2 separate regions of the Mus musculus genome follow, and region 1 is linked to region 2. A link is a contact called in public Hi-C data. All regions are on one chromosome and are shown on one strand. Each heading gives the region's core, a stretch centred on a gene start, on an enhancer-like site or on the middle of the called end of the contact. The rest is flanking DNA. Distances are from core to core; before and after follow the strand shown.

What was found. A called contact is a pair of places that touch in the nucleus more often than the background predicts.
Region 1: a Hi-C map of rod photoreceptor shows a contact between it and region 2, with 4 times the contacts expected there. The contact joins two enhancer-like sites. A contact is called at or near these places in 1 of 39 promoter capture datasets (the HPC-7 cell line), 11 of 484 Hi-C or Micro-C datasets (the 63-12 cell line, B cells, Th1 cells and 3 more) and 1 of 9 other capture datasets (embryonic stem cells).

Annotation. Positions count from the first base shown.
Region 1 is chr17:66,219,904-66,224,455 of GRCm38.p6, reverse strand. No RefSeq gene overlaps it. Among named protein-coding and RNA genes, the nearest start is that of Gm20742, 30 kb to the right of the region's middle. Within about 2 kb of position 2,990, at least 4 of the 459 cell types and tissues checked have an H3K27ac peak or open chromatin away from gene starts, as enhancers often do. A contact at or near this core is called in rod photoreceptor, where this site is marked.
Region 2 is chr17:65,933,528-65,937,832 of GRCm38.p6, reverse strand. It overlaps Twsg1 (twisted gastrulation BMP signaling modulator 1), which reads left to right. Exons shown (of 5, transcript NM_023053.3): 3 at 1-32. Among named protein-coding and RNA genes, the nearest start is that of Twsg1, 16 kb to the left of the region's middle. Within about 2 kb of position 1,297, at least 16 of the 459 cell types and tissues checked have an H3K27ac peak or open chromatin away from gene starts, as enhancers often do. A contact at or near this core is called in rod photoreceptor, where this site is marked.

The DNA of each region.
Region 1 (4,552 bases), core at 1,741-4,240, 280 kb before region 2:
TTATTGGTTGGTTCCCCATCCTGCTTAGCCTACTTTCTTATAGAACCCGGGACCACCTGCCCAGGAGCAGCACGACAGTGGGCTTCCCCCTTCCTATCCACCTCAATCACTAATTGAGAAAATGCCCCACAGGCTTGCCCACAGCCCGATCTGAGGGAGACATTTTCTCAGCCGAGGCTTCCCTCCTCTCTGGTGACTCTAGCTTGTGTCAAGTTGGCAAGCACCTTCTACTAGCCACAAGTCACTCATCTGATGCTTGAATATTTCTGAAGGTGGGAAGGTAGCTGACATCACTGTTGAATAACTTCATTGCTAGAAAGCACACTTATTTTTTTCTTATTATCATTTTCTGAGATAGAGTCACACGTAACCCCGACTGGCTGATCTGAGTTAAGAGTGACCTTGGGCTTTTGATGCTCTCTCCTTGTCTTCCTCCCAACTCTGGGATCACAGCTGTACAGGTTGATTGTCATTTGAGTCCCTCCCGTCCACTTTCCTTCTGTCTCCTTCCCTTCCCACGTGGCCTTTGTCCCTTTGATCCTTTTGTGATGATAAATAAGAAAATATCAGGGGTCTTTGTTTTCCCCCTGGACTCAACCATCAATTCTGAATAAGAACAGACAACTTTTTGTGAGTACGGTTTAAAAAAATCCTGCAGCGCATAATGGGCAACGGGAGCGAAGCAGCGCTGTGGTGTTTCTGTGGCGCCACAGCGCGCTCAGTGCCAAGTGTTGACACCGAGGCTGCATGGCGCACATACTCACATAGAAACGGCAAGACAGGGAAGAATTAAGTTTGTAGGAGGAAATAAGAGATAAAAATTCAGATGACTTCCAACTGCTAGAGCAGGCTTTACTTAATGCCAGAGAGATGGTGCCTCGAATTCTGGCCCTCCATAATCGGGGCCCAGGACCCAGTCACTCAGTGGCCAGGCTTCAAGAGAATGCAATTTATCTATCTCAAGCTGGGATCTTTGTAGCTAAGGATAGGGAAGGGAGAAGGGAAGCTCGTTAGGAACACAGAGGGGAAGTTGGCTGTTTCCCTTAAATAAAATGTCTGCCATCTCTTTCTGTAACTGGTGGGTTTTGGATGGGGGGGTGAGCCGGTGACAAGGTCTGATGTGTTCTGCAACGCTCAGAACGCTGGCTTCCTGCAACGGTGACCTCAGTTTATGGGCCCCAGCCTTTCAAAACCAGTTTGAGCCTGGGAATTTATCTTCAGCCATGACCTTAGAGACTCGGTGGTTCCACAGATGTCATTTTGCTCATCCCTGTAGGTCTTTATTTTACTACTGAGGATAGAACCCTGGGTTTCATGCATACCAGGAAAGTAGTCTACAGTGGAGTTATATCCCTAGCCCTGTGGTATGGTGAACCCTGAGGAAGACGAGCCTTCATCCAAAAGGAGGCACGAAAGGCCTGTACATACTTGTTTTCTGTAGGAAAAGAATAAACTGAGATAAACTCACTTCAAACAAACACCGGAAGATGACGTTGGTTTTTCAGGAAAGTCCTGTAACATACTTTGAGACCCACAGGAAGACACTCATGCCCACACAGGCACTGGTACTGCCAAGCATAATAACTAAGGAGCTCTGGGTTCTGTGGCAGAGCCATCTCTGGGTCTCTGCAGGGATGGCCCAGGAGCTCTGAGCACACCCACATATGAGATGCTGTGACATAAGATGATAATCTTAATCTTAATCTTCGAGCCGTTGGAGAGGAGGGACCCTCAGTTGATAAAATGCCTCCATCAGATCAGGCCGTATGCAAGAATATAGGGCATTTTCTTAATGAATGATTGATTGGGAGGGCCCAATTCATGGTGGTTGGTGGTGCTACCTCTGGGCTGAGCAGTCCTGATGCTTCAACGCTGAACAGTGATAACCCTTCCCTCCCCAAGCTGCTTTTGGCCATGGTGTTTCATCACAGAGATAGTAACCCTGACTACGACACTCACCTAACTGGGCCTTTATAGTCACCGAGGTCCCTATCTTCCCCTCCCTTCCCACGGGCTCTGGCCTTATTCTTTCTCTGCTTCTCTGGGTTTGACTGTGTCCAATATCATGTAGTTGGGATCATGCAATCGAAAGCAGAGTGGAGGTAGGGCATTAAAATAGATCACTTCTTTCCCTCTCATCTGTCTGTCCTGGATGCTTCTCACAACCCATTGATTTCAGAATCTACCATCATATCCCTTGTACAGTCAGGGACTGAATGTGGGTGGGTTTTGCCTTAAAATCCGCAAGAGAGGATCCAAAGATTATATTAAAGACTTGTGGAGGCGGTAGGAAAGACAGAAGGAAAGAGGGAGAAAAGAGACTTCTTTTTTAAAAAAGATTTATTGATTTATTTTATGTATCAGTAGCTGTAAAAATGGTTGTGAGCCATCATGTGGTTGCTGAGAATTGAACTCAGGACCTCTGCTCACTCTGGCCCCACTCACTCCAGCCCAAAGATTTATTTATTATTATATGTAAGTACACTGTAGCTGTCTTCACACACACACCAGGAGAGGGCATTATCGATGCCCAGACACTATTGCTGATGCCAGCACCTGATCAATACAGATGCAGGTACTCACAGGCAAACATCTCATTACAGATGGTTGTGAACCATCATGTGTTTGCTAGGAATTGAACTCAGGACCTCTGGAAGAGCAGTCAGTGCTCTTAACCGCTGAGCCATCTCTTCAGCCCCGAAAAGAGAATTAATTAACTATAGGTGGCTAATCAGTGGAGAATTACCATCCTTATGAACTGTAAATGATTGCCAGGAAGACATGCTGTCTACAAGCTCTGCTTATGTTCCCTGCCAGGCTGAGCAAATAGGATGGAGACCTGGGCTTGCTTCACTGAACGCATTCACAATGGTAGGGGAGACATCATGAAAACGGCCTCTGTGTCTCCAATGACAGACACAACACCGCTCATGAGTTTATGCCACCATATCAGAGACATGAGGATTCACCAAGAAACAGTCGACAAACATCCGCTAGATGGCAGCCTAGGGCAGGAGTGAGAACAACGTGGAGCTGGCTGCCCAGGGACAGAAGAGATGTGAGTGAGAGAAGGGGAAGGAAAACGGGAGGGGCAGTAGGATCAGGTACGGGAAGAGACAGGAAAGAAGTACAGAGGGTGAGGAAATTGAACAGAAATATGTAGCAGTGAGGGATTGGGAACTGGGGAGAGCCACTACAAAGTCCCAGATGCCAGGGAAGCAAGAGGTTCCCAGGACCCAACAGGAATGACATTAGCTGAAATACCCAACAAAGGGGAGAGAGAACCTGTAGAGACCATCTCCAGTAGATAGACATGGCCCCCTGTTGACGGATGGGGCCACCCACCCATCTCAAAAACGTTAACCCAGAATTGCTCCCGTCTAAACGAAATGCAGAAACAACAACAACAAAAATGAAGCAGAGACTGAAGGAAAGAAAAGGCCATCCAGAGACTGCCCCACCTAGGCATCCAGCCCACCCGCAGACACTATTGCCGATGCCAAGAAGTGCTTGCCGACAGAGATCTGGTATGGCTGTCCCCTGAGAGGCTTTGCCAGCACCTGACCAATACAGATGCAGATACTCACAGCCAACCACTGGACTGAGCCAGGGGACCCTAGTGGAAGAGTTAGGAGAAGAACTGAAGGAGCTGAAGGGGTTTGCCACCTCATAGGAAGAACAATATTAACCAAACAGAATATCCCACCCCCCCAGAAACTCCCAGGAACTAAACCACCAACCAAAGAGTACACATGGTGGGATTCATGGCTCCAGCCGCATATGTTGCAGAGGATGACCTTGTCTGGTATCAATGGGAGGAGAGGCCCTTGGTCCTGTTTTTATTTCCTGCTGATATTTCTACATCACATGAATTTTGCAAACACATTATTAGTTTGACAAACATGAAACCAAAAGTGTTCTGCTATAGATTGGGGAAGCGCAGGCTTGGCACATCCACAGAGTCACCGCTAACAGGAGAGTTGAGTCCCAGACAGTCAAATGCTTTTTTTTTTTTTTTTTTTTTTTTTTTTTTTTGCTCAGGACTTAATGTTGGGTTTAGAGACAATAGTTGTAGATTTGAGTCCTTTTTTTAAAAAAAAAAAAAAAAAAAAAACGTGTCTCTACATAATAATTAACTATCCTTCTAAAACTGGAAGGAACACCAAGCTATTTGTTATTCCGACCGTGAAAGCGCGTGAAAGCACTTCTGCTGTCTGCAAAGCAGCACTCCACATTCTCGAGACAGCACGTGGCTCACAGTCAAGCGATGAGCTGTGGCCGGGTAGCACACTGGTTAGGTTTTTTTTTTTTTTTTTTTCCTTGCACTTCTTCACTTTTCATTTCTGATGTCTGTGTAAAGCAGGTGACAACAAAATCCGTCATTTGCAGAGGCCGTCACAGGTAGGTGAGGGTTCTAACACAGAGTGTTTACGGAGTTACCTTTAAGGAATTGCAGGGCCAGGGAAAGGCAGCTTTCTGCCTGTTAGTTCAGGTTCCTTCTCTGATGCTGCTGGGGTGTGAAAAGTGCCCAATAAGTGCAGCTCAGAAGAGG
Region 2 (4,305 bases), core at 48-2,547:
GGCCCTGTGGGACGAGTGCTGCGACTGTGTCGGTGAGTCCACAGGCCAGGGCCAGCTTCTAAGTCACAGAATAGGATCCTTGACTAAATGATGCAGGGGGCGCACGCGTGCACACACACACACACACACACACACACACACTGTTGTTACCTTCTGTCAGGTTCCCTTATAGACCTTTGCAGTCCTGGGGCTGCCCTTCCTTTTAGGTTGAAGCTGTCCCCACACTTTTCACAGGTGAGGTACATCCTCTGAGAGGACTCCAGTAAGAACACAGCCTTTGTCTTCTGCCTCAGTTATATGTACCTTCGTATATATTTTGTCTTTCTTCCCAACTCCCTGCAACAAGAGTTTCTCAGCCGCCAGGCTGGGTGGCAGGAGGCCTGTAATCCCAGCTATTCAGGAGACTGAGGCAGGAGGATCACAAATTCTAGGCATGCATGTGCTCACAGAATGACTTTAATGCCTACCTGACTCAAAATAAAACAAATAATTAAATTAACAAAACAAGAAAAAGAAAGAAAAAAAGCATGACAAAGGGCTCTCGGTGGTAGAGCACGGTTTCAGCCATGTGTGAGGCCCTAGTGAGACTACACTACCAAAGGGGACAAGGTGGGAGGGAGGGGAAGAGAGAGGACTGCTTTCTCCTTTGCTCTTGATGTTTCTAACATTTATTTTTGCTTTATGTGTATGGGTGCCTGTGTGTATGTTGTTGCACATTGGGTGCAAGGCCCGTGGAGGCCAGAAGGGGCTGCTGGATCCCTGCAGTTGGAGACAGTTGTGAGCTGCCCTGTGGTGCTGGGAATGGAGTCCAGACCCTATGACCCACTGACCCTTCCCCAGCACTAACTTTCCTCTCTCTGATGTCCACTCAGAGACCCTGCTTGTTTCCATCGTACAGTCCAACACATTCTTTCAGTAAAGATTGCAGGAAGATCAGCCCCTGGGAGGAAGAGGGTTAGGGTAAGGTGAGGAGTTCTGGGAGGAGTCACGGGTACTGAGGGATGCTGGGAGACCTGGCCAGCATCTGTCTTGATATGTTAATAGGTACCTCAGTTAGCCATTTGTCCCAGGTTTCTGAGACTACCAGGGCTAGATTAATAGCTTATCAGAACTCCATTGATTATAAAACCCTGAACTCTCGAAGTCTAACAATGGCAGAGAGAGAATGAAATCTGAAAACTTTTTAAACTCATTTAGTGACTATCTCCTTTGGAGTGAGGTCTGCCAGCAGGGTAAATTGTGTCAGCTTTTCTCAGCAGGAGACCTAGTAGCTCTAGGAAAATGAGGCCTGAGGCCTGATTCAGTGACCTAACAGGGCAGCTGCAGTCTTGGGGAAGTTGCTGGTGTGACTGCTGCTGTTTGACAAAGCTACTGGAGCCTAGCCACCAACATCCTCAGAGCTCTGAGGCTGACCCTTAGCAGGTGCTATAATCCAAATGACCTGTTTTAAAGTGCTAGACATGTAATGCTACCTGGGCAGTTACCCTAGGCGCCCATGGTCTGAGTGGCTTCTCTGGGGGGCAGTGGTCCTTCTTTGGCTATCAAACAAGGCAGCATTAAATCTTTAGCTGTAGCACAGAGCAGCTCTGGCCTTTGCCAGGCCCAGAGTGTCTGAGAGGTTTTTATGTAGAAGAGGATTTAGGGAAACTAGCTCACTCTGACCAGGCAGAAGATGAAAGGCAGTCTACCCTCAGGGCTGAGCCCTGGTGGCCAGTGAGGCATGGGCAGTTTTCCCAAGTGCTTAGCCTTTCCACAATCCAGGTGGAGTCCTCGGCGCCCTGTCTGTCTTCTTCGGAGACCTTACAGTTGCTGCTGCTAGGAGCTGGCGTTTCTGTCTAGTATAGAAGCTTTTTCATTAAATATTTTAAATGCTATCCCCACCAGATCTCTGAAAACTTTGAGGAACATAATCTATTAAGTATACCAGAGTTAAAGAAACTTTACTTGTTTTTAGTTACTTCTTAAAACAAGTAACTTTTTTTCATGGCTTAACTTGAAAACACATACAGGAGGCTAAATAAAACTCATCATTGTGAATGAATTACAACTGTACTTAGCATGGTGTCTTAGGTAGGGTTTTACTGCTGTGAACAGACACCATGACCAAGACTGGCTCCCACGTGCTTAGGAGGAAGGTCTCATTGCCCACCCTCACAGTGACATACTTTCTCCAACAAGGCCACACCTCCTAATGGTGCCAGTCCCTGGGCCAAGCATATTTAAGCCATGACACATGGCTGTAAGCATATCTCTGAGAGCATTAAAGAGCATGAATCCTTTATGAGGTCAGTAAGCTAACTGACCATTAACTTACATGTCTTAATTATCTAACAGTTTACAAGCTTTTATGAGATTAGGATTTTACAGCTTTATGCCTGTTAAGTTTAAGCCTTAAATTTTTGAGTTAAAGATTTAATTGAAGAGCCTTTAGAACCAAAATAAAACTTTAAACTATAAATTTAGTTAATAGAGACTGGGAACTTTATCCCTTTATAGTGCATCATTATAGAATATCAGAACTTTTTATATGACTCAGTTTAAACAAGAGTTGAATCCAAGTGTTACGGTTTGTACGCACTCAGCCCAGGTAGTGGCACTATTAGAAGCTGTGGCCCTGTTGGAGTAGAAGTGTCACTGTGAGTGTGGCCTTTAAGACCCTCACCCTAGCTTCCTGTAAGTTAGTCTTCCACCAGCAGCCTTCACATGAAGATGTAGAACTCTCAGCTCCTCCTGCACCATGCCTGCCTGGATACTGCCATGTTCCCACCTTGATGATACTGGACTGAACCTCTGAACCTGTAAGCCAGCCCCAATTAAATGTTGTCCTTTATAAGACTTGCCTTGGTCATGATGTCTATTCACAGCAGTAAAACCCTAAAACACCAAGTTACATTTACAATATATCCTAAACAAAAGTTATATCACATATAGAGTTATGTTGTAGCAAATTAAAATTACCTATAAATAGGTTTTGAAGTATAAACCTTTTTGTTAAAAGGTTTAAGCCAAATTTTGCTACAGATTTTACAGAATTTTTTTACTATACCCATTGAATTTTCAAATCCTGAGATAAAGACTGTTTACACAATAGTCTTAAAAGACTTCTTGAGAGCAGAGTGTAGAGAAATCATAGTATAACTTTAGGTTTTTCAAACCTTATTTTTAATGATGGTTCTTAAATGCTTCAACCTCCCTGTTAGCCCACCACCCACCAGAGGTAGTGGGAAAGAAAAGATACAGGGGAGGTGGACCTGTTTAGAAAGGTTCTTTAGAGCAACTCCCGCCTGTGTTGTCTGAAAATCTGCAGTTCAGTTCAGTTCACAGATTAGCAGCAACAGCTTGGTCCACTTGCAAACAATTCACTGATACACCAGTAGTCCAGTTCAGTAGAGTCAGGATAGCAACAACAATGGCACAACCTAATAGATAGCCAGGCCTCTGCCTCCGTACATGTCAACAGGAGGGACCCAAAGGGTCACCAGAAGTTCTTGGCTGTGCCTCTCTCAGGGAAGCGAAGATCAGCAAAGATGTGAGACCCACAAAGGTTGCACAGCTAGCTATACCAGCAAGCCAAGCTCTGTCTCCATCACTCTGTGGAGTCCTATTTATGCCCTCCAAACATCAGGTGTCCTCCATGTGGCTTGCCTCAGCGCGTGCATCCAGCCAGCCCGAGTCCGTGGAAGCAGCAAGAAACTGCAGTGAACCACCAGAAGTTTTTTGGTCCATTTCAATCTATGGAGTTCCAACAAATGTTGAAATTAATGTCAGTATTTGGGGCTGGAGACATGGCTCAGTGGTGAAGAGCACTGGCTTCACTTTGAGGACCCAGGTTCAGTTCTACACCTCCATTGATGGCTCACAGCAGTCTATAACTCCAGTTGCAGGGGATCCAGTGCCCTCTTCAGGCCTCCATTGGCACTGCATGCACAGGGTGCATCGATATCACAGCTATGAATGCAGGTAAAACACCCATACACATAAAATGATAAAATAAATATAAACATTAGAATATCATGAACTATAAAACAAACAGATTGAAAATATTACAGGATACTCAAGGAAAGAAAGATTTAAAATAGACGGGTGGGGAGAAAGTCAGCTAGGTGTGGTTGAAGCACACCTTTAATCCCAGCACTCAGGAGGCAGTTAGGCAGATCTGTCTGAGTTTGAGGCCAGCCTGATCTACAAAGCAAGGTCCAGGATACCCAGGACTGTTATACAAAGAAAACTGTCTCTAAATAAATAAACATAAATAAATAAATAAAATTTTAAAGTCAAACAATAATAGAAGAAAACGTCCCAGTT